Regions from separate parts of the Mus musculus genome. Here regions 1 and 2 are each linked to region 3. Evidence: chromatin contacts called from public Hi-C and HiChIP or PLAC-seq data. All regions are on one chromosome and are shown on one strand. The core of a region is the stretch at or near the end of the contact, and the rest is flanking DNA. Distances in the headings are between cores, read along the strand shown.

Region 1 (4,559 bases), core at 1,128-3,627, 140 kb before region 3:
CGTGAAAGTTAGTTCCAATTCAAGGAAGGAGCTGAGGGCAGCATGAATGTTGTAGGTCATAGGTTTTTCTTTACATCTTTGTGGTTTTGTCCAGGCTGTGAGTCTAAAAAACACAGAACAGATTGATTCTTTGTATAATATACAGTATTTTACATACATTTAGTCATTTACATTCAAGATTTTAAGAATTATATATGTCCCTAAATAAAAAAATAATATTTTTCCTGAAGTTTGATAGCTTTTAAAGAACTATATATCCCAATAAGAACCCAAGATTGTGCTTATCTGTATCATGTGAATTTGCTTCTCAGAAAATGAATGCGGCCGGAGAGGCAGCTCAGTAGGGAAGACCACTTGCTCCCAAACCATAAGGCTCAGAGTTCAAATCACAGCATGTACAGAATACACAGGGCATCCTGCAAGCTCTGAAAAGCAAGAGACAGGAGGCTTGCTGTGGCTTGCTGGATATGAGCCTGGCTGAGATTTGAGCCCTGGCTTCAGAGAAAGGCCCCACCTCAAAGAAATAGGTGGAGATTAATAAAGGAACAAACACAATGCACCCTTCTGCCCATTTATGTGCACAGGTGCACATACTATCATACACACATGTGTGCTTCCACTTACACAGATATATACATGCTCATGCATACCATATGTCCACGTGCTCTTGCACACACACACACACACACATAAATAAAACTAAGTGTTTTTTTAAGTAGAAGACAAAATGAATGTGGTATTATAGAAACAATCCTTTTTGAAGTTTCCAGCAAAGCTTCACTGAGTTATGCTGAATACTGCGAATCATGTGGCCTCTCAAAACCCCATGAGCCCAAGTTGTTAATGCTACAAAAATTAGCCTTGAAAAAGCATCTGATGCCCAGATGCTTCTAATTAGCATACAAAAAGCATGTGAACCAGCTCTCATCAGCACCAACAAACATTTGCTAGGCTGGTCATATAGATGACACATAAAAAATACAAAGGCATTAAATGTCTAAAACTGAATGCTACCTCAGGATGACCCTTGGAGTCTTCTTTTTTTTTAAGATTTATTTATTTATTTTATGTATATGAGTATACTATAGCTGTACTGTGAGCCTTCATGTGGTTGTTGGGAATTGTATTTAAGACCTCTGCTCGCTCCAGTCAACCCCGCTCGCTCTGGTCAACTCTGACCCCTCAGTCCCTGCTCGCTCTGTCCCAAAGATGTATTTATTATTGTACATAAGTACACTGAAACTGCTTCAGACGCACCAGAAGAGGGCGTCAGATCCCATTACAGGTGGTTGTGAGCCACCACGTGGTTGCTGGGATTTGAACTCAGGACCTTGAGAAAAGCAATCAGTGCTCTTAACCCCTGAGCCATCTTGCCAGCCTGGCCCTTGGATTCTTAAAGCTAACTTTTAAATCCATAGCTTTTTAATAAACAGCCAACTTCAAATTACAATAAAGTGATTAGGAAAATATTACTGTTTTTCTTTTGACCATTTCTGGAGTACATTTTACATAGAACAAGTTTAAATCGTAATAAGTTTAAAGCATTAAAAATTAGGATACTTTAGTAGAATTGGTTTCTCCTGAAACCCTTTGGGCCATTCTATCTCACACAGATTGTTGTCGTGGTCAATTGCATTAGTGATTAAAATGTTGATTGAGGCCTTTTCACTGAACATTTTCCTACCTCTCTAGAAATGCCAGAGTAATCTAATCTTCTTACAACTCTTGGAACAGGAGACAAACAATGATACATCTCTTCCTTATTCTTCTTTATGTATATGAGTTAGGACCTGACAATTCAAATATACATATATATATGTATGTACATATATACACACACACATATATATACACATGTGTGTGTATATATGTGTATGTGTGAGTGAGTGTGTATATATGTGTGTGTATATATATGTATGTGTATGTATTATATGTGTGTATATGCATATGTATATGTATATACACACATATATATATCTTAATGGGAATTAAGCAGTGTATACATACATATACATTATGGGCATACACATATATATATAATGTGTATACATATATGTGCATACACACACATCTCACACACACACACACATATATATATATATATATATATATATATATATATATATATATATATTGCCACATTATCTTAAGACTATCCAGACATAAGTGTTTGCAAATTGTGGGTAGGAGATTGTGCTAAATTTGTGAAAAAAAATGCCTATGTTGTTGACAGTAGGGTTCATATGCTAAACTTATGGAGATGGTCCAAGAGTAAGCAACAGGGCAAACAGGAACTTTGGAAAGCTGTAAGTCACAAATGACCAGCAGTTGTTGTGTGCTTGGATGAGTTGCCACATCATTGGGTAATAGTAAATGAGTACACCATGGTTTCTCCATTTCCTAGCACATCATGGCCACATACATCACACTAACATGCTTGCCCGCCTTCAACAGAGTCAACATCAACATGACATCACCCACAGCTAATCAACACACAGCCACGATGCCAGGGGACTTGTTGAGAGAACCCTTTTACGCACAAGTGGCATGGTGTGTACGCAATAGGTTTGATAAGCTGCCACCATACATACCCAGGAGGTCTGAGCTGTATTTATAAAATAGCACCCATGGCTGCCTCAAAAACTGTGCCAGGTTCCCAAGAACATCACATGCCACAAGAGAAGCCACAGTGGTGATGGACAAAAGGTGGCTAGGGACAACCTTTGTTCACCATCCCATCACATGGCTCTATAATAAATATTAGTCACCCAGTGTACACATAGGATGTGGCAAAGCTCCCTGAAAGGACAAATCCCGCTGCCAGAGGTCAGAGTACAATCACGGTTCCAGGCAGATAGATCCCTAATCAGATTTATTGTCTTTACTTAGAAGAGCTACACTTTTCCCATTAAGCAGATGCTATGTGGGGAGAGCAGATTAAACCTTTATTATAGAGGCCTTCTCTTCCTCTTTTCCTTCTGACCCTCAAACAGTTGTGGTCCTCTTATTTTAATTAAAGCAGCTTTGTGTTTTAAAGTTTTGGTCTCTTATCTAGCCCTAAGTCAATACAAATAATTTCAAGTGATCTTCCCATTTAGGCCCACTGACTAGAGGCACTACAGAAGCAAGCGGCATGGCTACCTGGGGCACAGGCCCATCTTTTCAGACTCTCTCACTTCTGGTCTTCATGCAATGACACTCTTCTCTCAATGCCTGGCTGTGGATTTTTCAGCAGGCCTCGTCAGAGTAGTAGCCCTTCCATATGCACTACAGGGTCTACACACAACGTGACAGCTTGTACTACCTAAAAATACAAATATTCTGCACTTTGGAGTTTGTTTCTCCAGCACAATAGCCTATCTTCTTGAAAATTATCTGCACTAGGCTGTTAGAGAGGTAGTTCAGCAGTTAAGAGCACATGTTGTGAGAGCCAGAGTTCAGCTCCCAGCATTCACACCAGGCAACTCCAGCTCCAGGAGATAAAATATCTCTGGCCTCCATAGCCCCTTAGTATGTACACACACACACACACACACACACACACTTAAATATATTTTTAAAGAAAGAAAGTCTCTATATTATAGGAAAGTTCACACTGTGCCTCCTCTTATTCAAGGAGAAAGTTAAGACTGATAGAAACAATTGGCAGTAATCTAGGCATGTTGAGGTAAAAATTACACAGCATTTACACACAGAAAATCTTCTGAATGTCTCTGCAAACAGAGTGCCCATTTTATAGATTCTGTGTGTGCAGACAGAATGCGGCCTGAGCCACCTCAGGTCCCTTCTCTATTATGTTTCCTTTATAAAAGGATTGACAGATCACAGACATTTTGGGTCATGTCTTGGGACCCTAGTGGCTGGAGTAAGACTGTTTCTAAGTCCCAATCCCATCCATCATTCCAACCACATACTTCATGCTTGTTCTGTTCCTCCTGATTGAAGCAACACGAGCATCAGGAGACCTTGCTGGACATGTGAATTCTTATGATGTATATATAAATAAAAATATCAATATGAACACAAAAAAGTCTCTTGATTACACAGTAGCAGTAACAAAACTCAAGTCTACCAAATGCCTGCATCTGAGACTACTTCTTAACTAGAAGTCTCAAACAAGGCTGAGAAGTGTCAGAGAGCTTTTGGCATGCCATGGCCAAATGCATTTTACCGAGCCTCAGTGTCCAAGCTAGCTATCTGCTAGTGCCTTTTCCTGCTACTGCAACAACTTACCCTACAGAAACAACTTAAGGAGGGATTTATTTGGGCTCTTAGTTTAAAAGGGATACGGTTCATCGTGGTGATGAAGGCACAGATAGTAGCGGCCCACAGATGTGTCTTCTGGAGCTTGAGGTGACTTTCTCCTACCTTGGCACACCAGGAGGAAGCAGGGCTATGTTATAAACCTCACAGCCCCCAACAACCCATTTCCTCTGTCTAGAATCCCTTAAAGTTTTACGACCCTTTTCGACAGTCCGGTCTAAGAGCTCAGCCACGGGCCGGGCGGTCAGAGACACCCCTCATCCACACCATCACTGTTAGCGATTTCGTTTTCCATC
Region 2 (4,543 bases), core at 1,393-3,892, 170 kb before region 3:
ATCCGTGGGAGATGGCAGTAGTCAACAGCAAGAGACACACGCACTCTGGGAGAGGTGAAGTCAGGCTAGCAAAATTCTTTTTCACTCAGACCTCTTTATATCTAGGCCAACTGTGGGAAGATCATCCAATCTAAATACAGGTTTTGTCCCTTCACTTAATCCTCCCTGGAAATAAACTTCCATAGACACATCCAGAGGTTTGTCTTCTAAGAGGTTGCAGATCCAGTCAAGTTGATCTCATAGGGTTTTAGTTCACAGTGTAAAGGAAGTGTATTCTCTGTCCTCATGAAAACTACATGATCTTCAACAAGCCAGAAAAGACTAAGTGGTCACATTTAGGTAGAATACCCTTCCCTGGATGTCCATAGGGTGACAACAGCAAGAACAAAATCAATAAGGAAGCAGGAGCAGGCAGAAGAGCTGACACTTAGCAGCACAGCAGTAACAATTACCCATTAAGAGAAACCTATGTTCTTTTGGTTAAGAGGATGAAATCTCCAGCCTGGGTGAAGATCTGACATTACATACCACCCCAAACCATAAACAAACAAGCTAGTCCAGTCAGGCCAGCTAATCATCTAGCCAAAGGACCACCTCTCAGGAAGGAAGGACCATCCCTTTGAGGTCCAAGGATCATTTCACCTTAGTCTATGCTAAAGAAATAGGCAGAATAATCATTCCTCTCAGTGAGAAACTAGACTTATACTTCTCAGAATTCATGCCCTGTAGCACAGTTCCTAGAAGCCATCACTCTCTCTCTCTTCCATTTTCTTCCTCCAGGCAGCTGCTGAGATTTACAGTGTGCCTACCTTGGGATATTCTTTTAAACTCTAATGAACTTGTCCTCTTTGAATAGGCTTTGGCTTTGCTTGACTTTCAAACTCTTCCTGGCTCTTAACTCTTTAATCAAACACACACACACACACACATATAATGAGAAACTGGACATTTCTATTACTGTATATTAATTATACAAGATAATGGGTATCATGACTTTCATATGTGTCTACAATATACGTTAATAATATTTCACCCCATCACCCTTTCTTGTCCTCTTCCCTCTCTGCCCTTATTCCCCAACCCCACCAACTAGTTATGCTCCTAACTGCATGTTTCCGTAAAAACAAAAAACAAGAAACAAAAACCAGAAAGAATCTAGGTTCTGCACATGAAATAAAACATACATTATTTATACAAAAAGTACTTTTCCTTCCAGTTCTCAGACTGGGAAATGGATGTTCAGATTAAACTACCAAGATCTCACACAATGAGGAGAATACAACTCTTTAATGGAAAACTGAATGTTGGGATTCAGGATGGGTTGTGATAGACAAGAAATAACAAATAAACACTGCACAGGCCAGATAAGAAAAAAGAAGCATGTGCCAACCGATCAAGCTATTTTTTAGGTGATTAAGATAACAATTTTCTAATTTTCTTTTTTATTTATATTATGTATATGAGTATGCTGTCTTCAGACACATCTGAAGACGGCATCGGATCCCATCACAGATAATTGTGAGCCTCCATGCAGTTGCTGGGATTTGAACTCAGGACCTCTGGGAGAGAAGCAACCAGTGCTCTTAATTGCTGAGCCATCTCTCCTGCCTCTGTCAAACTATGCTTACATTTGATAATCATTCATTGGATTTCAAATGTTAATGCCCCCAATTAGGGAATATGTAGAGAAATGTAGAACAAAAATATTTTTCAATTACTAAGTCCAATAAGGAAGAGGGACAGAGGTGGGAATAATATCTCTAAAGAAAGTTCACAAACTAAGAATAATATATGATGTTCTTATAGCTAAAGGGGACATAATAAAGCCCATCAGGCCCTTACTCTGAGGATAGCGTTAATCCCTTAACAATCAGACTTGGAAGACTAAACCCACAGAATGTCTGCCTTAGATTTAATACAACACGTGCTGTCACTTATTTGCCAAACTGGTATATATGATGAGCAGACAATTAGAACACAGATATGCCCACTAAATGTGTGAATGAATGAATGAATGAGTGAGTGAGTGAATAGATAAACAAATATAATTTTAAAATGTTTAATGGTATTTATATATTGGCTTGTGGAAAAGACAACTATTTTAGCCTCCTGCTTTTGAGGTTTATATGACTTGTTTATTTTTGTTCAGCTCTACCTTCCACAGAGAGTTCATTTAGGACAGGATAAATTATGGCTGAAAGTGGCACAAATAAACGTGAAAACAGACAGTCATGTGACAAGAGAAATCTAGATTTAGAAATTCAACCTGGAGATTAAACTGCTGGAAATATTCTTAATGTATATTTTAGTGGTAAATTGTTGACATTCTTTCCGTGCTTCCCGACCTCAGCTATTCAATCTTCTCGGCTGTGGTTAAGGGAAAAATTCAGGAATAGATAACTTTAGAGAATTAGGGAGACAGTGCTTTGCCTGTGGTTAGGAAAAAAATGAGGAAATGAAGAGAAAGGGGAGAAGGAGGGAAGAAAGAAGACAAAGAAAAGAGAAGGAGAAAGAAGAGTGAGTTTCCGTTGCTTGGGATGAGCTGGTGAGAAGTCAAGGCCCAGAAGGTTCCTAAGAGGCTCCATCTTCTCCTTTGGCTGAGCCAGGGGAACACAGATCTGCAGTCAAGTAGCCCAGGCAACACAGCCTTAGTCATTTTATATAAACTGAAGCAAAGAAAAGCAAACTGCATGAGTGGGTGACGCATTTCTGATCATACTGCAATGTCTCAAAACTAGTAAAATCATCTTCAAATACAGCCTCAAAAGGACTTGTTTATCAGGATGTCACATTTATGGCCCAGATGAATTGCATTCAACTATCAACATTATAAAATTGATATACGGGCACTTAGATTGTGGTTTTTCTATTCAGGCCCCAAACTTAATAATACTACATCCCTTTTGCTTGGGAACTTTGAAACTGAGAGCTTTGGGAACTGTGGACATCATAGTCGCTGAGGAGACAGTTTTGTGTATCTCCTTTTATTTTTCCTTGGGACAAGAGGGTTAATTTTTTTTAATAGAATCTCTTTCGGTTTCCAACATGGCAGTAATCAACTAAAAAGACTTTGCCTGGGCCAGGACCTCTAATAAAATTACGAAGGAATCATTTGAACTGATCCCAGATGGAGAAGCTGTGATTTTTAAAGAACTGAAACTTTAAGATTCTTCAGTAATGTTTTGGTAAACTCATCAGGAAGCGCACATTTGTGAGGCTGGGGGACTGAGGTGAGGCTGACAGCCTCAATCCTGCAGAGGCCTCACTTCCACCCCACCCTGTGGAATCCAAAGAGAGAACCTCTATCAGAGCCAAGACCTGCCTTCAGGGCTGCCCACAGCCCTGTTCTGGGAAAGCCCTATAGAAAACAATCATTTTAAATAGATCATATTCAGTTTTATTAAAAACCAAAACAGCTGGGGCATTGATTTGCAAACTTTGTAATGGCCTTGGTATGTCTGATCGGGCCAAGATATTAAAAAGATATTTAAGGAGATGCAGTGAGTGCCTCCAGCCCAAGCTTTGGCATACTCAAACAGTGTCACGGTGCCTTGAGTAATTGTCTCCCTTTATGTTTCTCTATGCAAAGAAGGGGGGAGGGAACATTTATAACCGGATTTACTGTGACACATGTAGTATAAGGAAAGCCTGTGCCATTTGCCAGCACTCCTGGACAACCCGCCCCCTCCCAGTTGCTCAGCCATGTGTCCTAGGAATGATGTGAGCAGGCATTAAGTTGGTGGTAAAGGATTCTGGGATCTGAATGCTTTAACAGAAATGCCAGAAAGCTCAGGAGCTGTTGGCTTAGGGGAAGAAAGCAGCAGGAAGGTCTGATCAACAGCTAGGTATTCTTAAAGATGCTTTCACCCTGACCATGGAATAGACTGAGGTTGACTGTCTCACTGGGGCCAACAGCCTTGCTGAGACTTGCTCAGGCTTAGTTAGTGGAGCTTTCCATTGTCCTAGGCTTAGGTTCCTACCTTGCCATCCCCACTCCGCCCTACAAGTGCTCTCCGGTTTCTGTCTGCCTGCTGCAGCCTCACTCTTGGTCATCAGACTTTTGGCCTACAAGCTCTTAGCCACACAGGTTATTGGGCTATGAGAAAGCAGCTGCTGTTTGGCCATTCATGTTTCTAGTCTACTGCTTATTGTAAAACAAGTTTAAGTGCCTCTGCTCTTGGAATAAAAGCAACATTTATTGGACACCTACTATAGGGATGACTGCACAGGACACTGAAAAGCTAGACAAAATTGGCATGTGTGATGGGTCTTTGCCTTGAAAACTCTACAATCTAATTGAGATTTAGTGATCTCCTCTATGTCTGAGTAAACTTCAGTCAAGTTTCCTAAATTCTATATCCCTCAGTGCCTCCATAGAACAAATACTCTACAGAACTACTGGGAAATAATGGGTATAAAATGCTTAGAGCAGTATATGGTAATAAGAGCTAGTATATTGTGGCCAGTTTTGGGGCCCTTAGCAGTAGGATAGAGGGTAACAAAACCAATCATCTGTCATATTTTATATTAAAAGTTTTGAGTT
Region 3 (4,809 bases), core at 310-2,809:
GAGCAAGAGCTGCGCTAGGGGCAGGGAGAAAACCCTTACAAGGCAAGAGAACTGAGGGGACTCTAAGCTCTGGGCTAAATGAAGAATGAGGCAGTGCTGTTTCAAAATGCTGAGTCCAGTAAGAAAAGAAAAAGAATTGAAGTGAGAGAGGTGTCTGCCCATACCCAGCAGATCACAGACTCATCAAATAGAGAAGGAGCTTCGGGGCATCTAGATTTACATTCTTAGTCAGAGCACCACCCTAGGTGGTTTCTAGGCCATTTCTTACCAGCCTCCACTCCTTGAGAGATCTTCAGACTATCTCAGAGTCCCTTGAGAAACCATCCCTTCCCTCGACTTCCCTATTGTCCTGTGGCATGAGACCTGCAGTACAGCTCTAGATCCGAGGGAGGTGAAGAGGAGGGAGGGTATGACTTTGCCACTCAGAAGTTGACAAACTGCCTGACCCCTTACAACTTTAGTTTTCTGCCCCTATAAACCTATAAACCTAGCCAGTAATACCTACGATCTGGTTCACACGTTAGTTGTTGCTCAACAAACAGCAGCTATTGAAACAGTACAGCACTGTGTTAAATGCATGGAATGTAGAGCCAGGCAGGGATGGCACCACACCTCGACATCTGCCTCTGTGTGGCAGAACTTTCCCATCCCAGGTTCCCGATCTCCCATACAGGGATGATAAGGATCATTTCACGGGCAGGGTTAATGAAGGGATGGCATGGCTCTTGTTCAGAGCTGGTTACATTACAAGCATTCAGTGGACGGAGGAGCAGTAAGTGGAATTGTCGTTATCACAATAAGGCAACGGGAGGCAACAGCTAAGACTGGTGAGCTGCTACTGAGCTCTCTGCCCTCAGTCTTCCTTGATTGTGAGATCTTAGCATCTCCATTCCCTTCTCAGTAGCTTAGAGACATCAGTAGTGGCTGTTTTGTTGGACTAAACCCACTGGTATATGCTCATTCCTTACAACACTGGCACACAGTAAATAATGATTATTGGACATTATCATCATAAGTTGCCCTCCTATCTCTAGTTTAGGGGGCATTTCTATCAGTAGTTTTAGAGCATGAGATTTTAAGCAGTTAAATAAATTGGAAGTTTGAGTGTTCTCTGATGACTAATCTAGACTACCATTTCCCCTGGAAATAAGTCAGGCTTTCAGCCATAAGCGGTTTGCAACTGGGCCCCAGCTGACTGTTTCTTCAGTGTGGACGTGTAAAGCAGACAGTGAACTGCGTCTTATAAATCAGTCCTTCCAGAGAGAGACAACAACATTGTCATTGTCTCCTTTCTCTGGCCCTTCATCTTAAGGGCCAGCCCTGTGGAGGGAAGAGACTTTTACAGTTAGACACATTGCTCACTCCCCTCCTGGGCTTCAGCCTGGGCAGTAGGACACTCCGAAGCTCCAGAGTGTACTGCAGAAACAGCATAAGCCACTCATTTAGGTCTGGGAAAGCTTTACAGCCCAGGAAGCATTCTCACCCCCACCCTCCCTCTTGTCTTCAGCCAATAATCTGGCAACTCAGTGATGTCACCCTGCTGTTATGCAAAATGACTTAACTGTTGGAAAGGTGACAGGAATTCCAGTGACTGCAGGATCACAATGAAACTGCTTAGCCGCTCACTTAGTCATATTACACATCACCGATAAGTCACTTTCGAGCTGTGATTAACCAACTGTGCAAACAGCACCACTGTCAGAACAGAAAAGTCAGGGCCCGTGCCTTATGCTCTAAATGATCATATTCAGTTACTGCAGTGTCTGAATCATGCCATCGAGGTGACCATTGAACATTCCAGGAACACCAGGCCTTAGAAAGGAACAGCTGTAGGAAAGACAGCACTTTCTAGCCTTAATTTTCAACAGAACATTTATACAAAATTACTTTGCCCGTCTCTTAAAATTAGTCATTTTAAACTCTTGACGATCTTACCAGTCGAAAGACAGTGGGAAGAGGAGGAGCCTGTGCCCTGCTCCGTGAGAGCAGGAGCTGCCAAGCCTCGTTTCTTTTGCTCACACAAACTGACCTCTGTCACTGGCCACAGGAGGTAGGTATCAACTTGTTCTACAGTATCAGTTGTTAAAACAATGCTTACATTTTTCTCATTTCTGATGTGTGTGTGTGTGTGTGTGTGTGTGTGTGTGTGTGTTTAACTAACCAACCCTGAAAAGCACAAAAGGAAGGAAACTCTTCACCATCCTTCCCTCCTAAAACTTAATACAACATAAATCCTTACCTGGCATTGTGGTAGGTGCTGGGCACTGAAAGACTAAAAAGACTCCCACACATGCCCCCGAAGGAGTCCACAGCGTAAAGTAATAGGGTGACTGACTCAAAAGCAGGCACTTAGCAGAAGCTGCGAATGTGAGCTGGAAGGAGCAGAGGGGTTTATCAAGGCAGATTATCCTAGAGCAGGCTACTCAAAGCTTAGTCCAGCAGATGACCGAAGAATTTATAAACTATGAAGACTAACTGAGAGCAAAGCCTTAGAAACGTTTAGAGCAATGTGACAGAGGAAATGCATTTCTGTTGGGAGTCAATAATTGTTTTCAAAATAGTGTTTTTATTGATTCCTTAAGAATTTCACTTTGTACACCCTGATTGCTCTCACTTCCCAGTCCTTCCATGCCCTCTTCCTCCTTTTCTCCTCCTCCAACAACAACAAGTCCAATTTGTATGGCTCATATACTAACTGGAGCATAGTTAAACTCCCAGTGGCCTGCCCCCTAAAGAAAATTGAGTTTCTCATCTGTGCCCTCCTCCAGAAGCCATCAGTTGTGAATTTTTAAGAGTTCTCTTTCGATGGTTCCTAATTAGGCTGCTACATCGAGACATCGGGAGGGATTATTACAGAAGCCTTCCAAGTCCCTCTTTCTCAGTTGGGCATCAGCAGTTATCGACATCACAAAGTAGCTTTCCTGCTCTTTATAGTCACCTGGAGCTTGGACTAAGGACTTTTCCCCATGGTTTCTGGCAACAGCACCGACCATGAATACGGGCCCTGGTACAGTAGGACCATGGCCCTAGGCAAAGTTCTTGGAGGCAGCCTAGACGGTGTATATCAACATGGCTTCAGTCTGCAGCAGGTCCCTGGAGCCAGACTTGGCCCCAGACAGCACCACAGCTTCAGGTGGGTAGCACACACCAAGCACGGCCCCAGGGCATGGCACAGACCAGATAGCCACAGAGCATTAGATGTGAGACAGGCCACCACCTGGCCCCTGGCCCCTGGTCCCTGGCCCCATCAGGACCACTGACCCACACATAGTCCTCATCCACATCACAGGACCGTGGTGGTCCTTCACGAAGGTCTAGTCCAGAAAGTGAAGCCTTCCTTATCTTGGCCTCTGGCACAGCCCAGAGTCTGAGAGATCCCACGGCCAGGGAGCAAGTTAGGGGTTGAGTCTGTGTCTTTGTAAATTCCATACTGCTACCCACTACCCAGCTGACCACACTGCACCTGTTTCACGGTGGACTCCAGTGCTCCTCACACCTGTCACCGGCATCATGTCTCCTTTCTACATTAAGTCATTCAACAAAATAGATGTTTGCTTTCATTTTCAAACATTAAAAAAAAATTGAGAAAAAAAAATGTCTTTCTGGATACAAACACAAGGATGATGGTAGTAAAATAGAAACAGAAACCAGTCCTAGGAAAGAGTAAGCATTCAAATATCAAGACAAACAGAATTTCTCTGATTTAGCGTCAGCCTTGACTCTGAGCTTTCTGCCCTGGGAGGAAGAACTTCAGAGTCACAATCAGTACAATTTCTGTTTTTATGATGAAGAAAGAAACATGTAAGTTTCTCAGCAACACATTTTTCCTGCCAGTAAAATCTATTTTGAAAAGTTTTAATGCCAAGGACAGCAAATGTTTGCGGTATGGTAGACATCAATCTAAATAGCATTTGTATAATAAACACATGAGTAATTTAAACTGTCTCTTACAGAGATCCTCATCAGTGAGTGTCAAGATATAACCGGAAGACTTTACCCAATCCAAGAATAGAACTTAGAAGACCCTAGAGGGGTAGATGAACGGCATGTGTTTTAAGGTTCTTAATAGCTCTCTCAGCCGAGCTTGTACAGGTAGTGTAAAGTCTCTTATTATCTGAAAAGTTATTCTATTCTTATTGCTGATTGCAGATCTATAATAAAACTCACAGTCTCAAAACAAAAGAAAAACAAGCAAAAAGGTCATACTTCATGCACACATTCCTTTTGACACTGATATTAGGAAACAAATTTATGTAATATTAGGTTATATATAATTATGTAATATTAGGCATCCTAGAATGGCTATTACTTTAGAAGTTATAAATAACATTTAATGTTCTTATTAGTCTTTACTTCATTGTCTGAATTGCTTTAATAAATATTGCAAAAGCTTCTGGTAGTGAGATGGATTGTTTATCAAAATATTATTACACTATATCCAACAAAAATTTCCTGGGATAAAATTTTCTTTCATAATGTAATCTATTTAAATAAGCAAGAACTCGCTTCAAATGTAATATGCACATCTTGATCACGTTTGTAAGATATATTTGAATATTCATAGCATGTATATATTATTATAAAAGCATTAAGAATATATAATAAAAATATAAGCCCTTGTTATCATTTAGTGGCAAAATTGGGATGATTTTTTTCTCTTTATTTGTTTACATAATTGAATGTTCTATAATTGTACTTGTTTTATCTTTTCAAGAACAAAATAAGGACATTAGTATTTTACATAAAAGCCACAGAGAGGCAGGGGCAAATAATGTCTCTGTCATCCCTTGAGGCAAATGTGCTAGGAGC

Evidence for each region. HiChIP or PLAC-seq counts read pairs in DNA pulled down with a chosen protein or histone mark. Hi-C and Micro-C count contacts between places; a contact is called where the count stands out from the background.
Region 1: a contact with region 3 is called in a Hi-C map of liver, with 2.1 times the contacts expected there. The contact joins two enhancer-like sites. A contact is called at or near these places in 1 of 15 datasets of contacts at CTCF or cohesin (the NIH/3T3 cell line), 6 of 484 Hi-C or Micro-C datasets (cortical neurons, liver, muscle stem cells and 2 more) and 3 of 115 datasets of contacts at active chromatin or transcription factors (liver, oligodendrocyte precursor cells and pancreatic cancer cells).
Region 2: a CTCF HiChIP or PLAC-seq map of the NIH/3T3 cell line shows a contact between it and region 3, with 20 read pairs. The contact joins two enhancer-like sites. A contact is called at or near these places in 2 of 15 datasets of contacts at CTCF or cohesin (both in the NIH/3T3 cell line), 3 of 484 Hi-C or Micro-C datasets (3T3-L1-derived adipocytes and uterus) and 3 of 115 datasets of contacts at active chromatin or transcription factors (extraembryonic endoderm stem cells, hepatocytes and neural progenitor cells).

The regions. Positions count from the first base shown.
Region 1 is chr3:58,232,639-58,237,197 of GRCm38.p6, forward strand. No RefSeq gene overlaps it. Among named protein-coding and RNA genes, the nearest start is that of Gm40057, 23 kb to the left of the region's middle. Within about 2 kb of position 2,378, at least 18 of the 459 cell types and tissues checked have an H3K27ac peak or open chromatin away from gene starts, as enhancers often do. A contact at or near this core is called in liver and pancreatic cancer cells, where this site is marked.
Region 2 is chr3:58,200,684-58,205,226 of GRCm38.p6, forward strand. No RefSeq gene overlaps it. Among named protein-coding and RNA genes, the nearest start is that of Gm40057, 9.0 kb to the right of the region's middle. Within about 2 kb of position 2,643, at least 43 of the 459 cell types and tissues checked have an H3K27ac peak or open chromatin away from gene starts, as enhancers often do. A contact at or near this core is called in the NIH/3T3 cell line and uterus, where this site is marked.
Region 3 is chr3:58,371,027-58,375,835 of GRCm38.p6, forward strand. No RefSeq gene overlaps it. Among named protein-coding and RNA genes, the nearest start is that of Tsc22d2, 41 kb to the right of the region's middle. Within about 2 kb of position 1,560, at least 227 of the 459 cell types and tissues checked have an H3K27ac peak or open chromatin away from gene starts, as enhancers often do. A contact at or near this core is called in the NIH/3T3 cell line, liver, pancreatic cancer cells and 1 more, where this site is marked.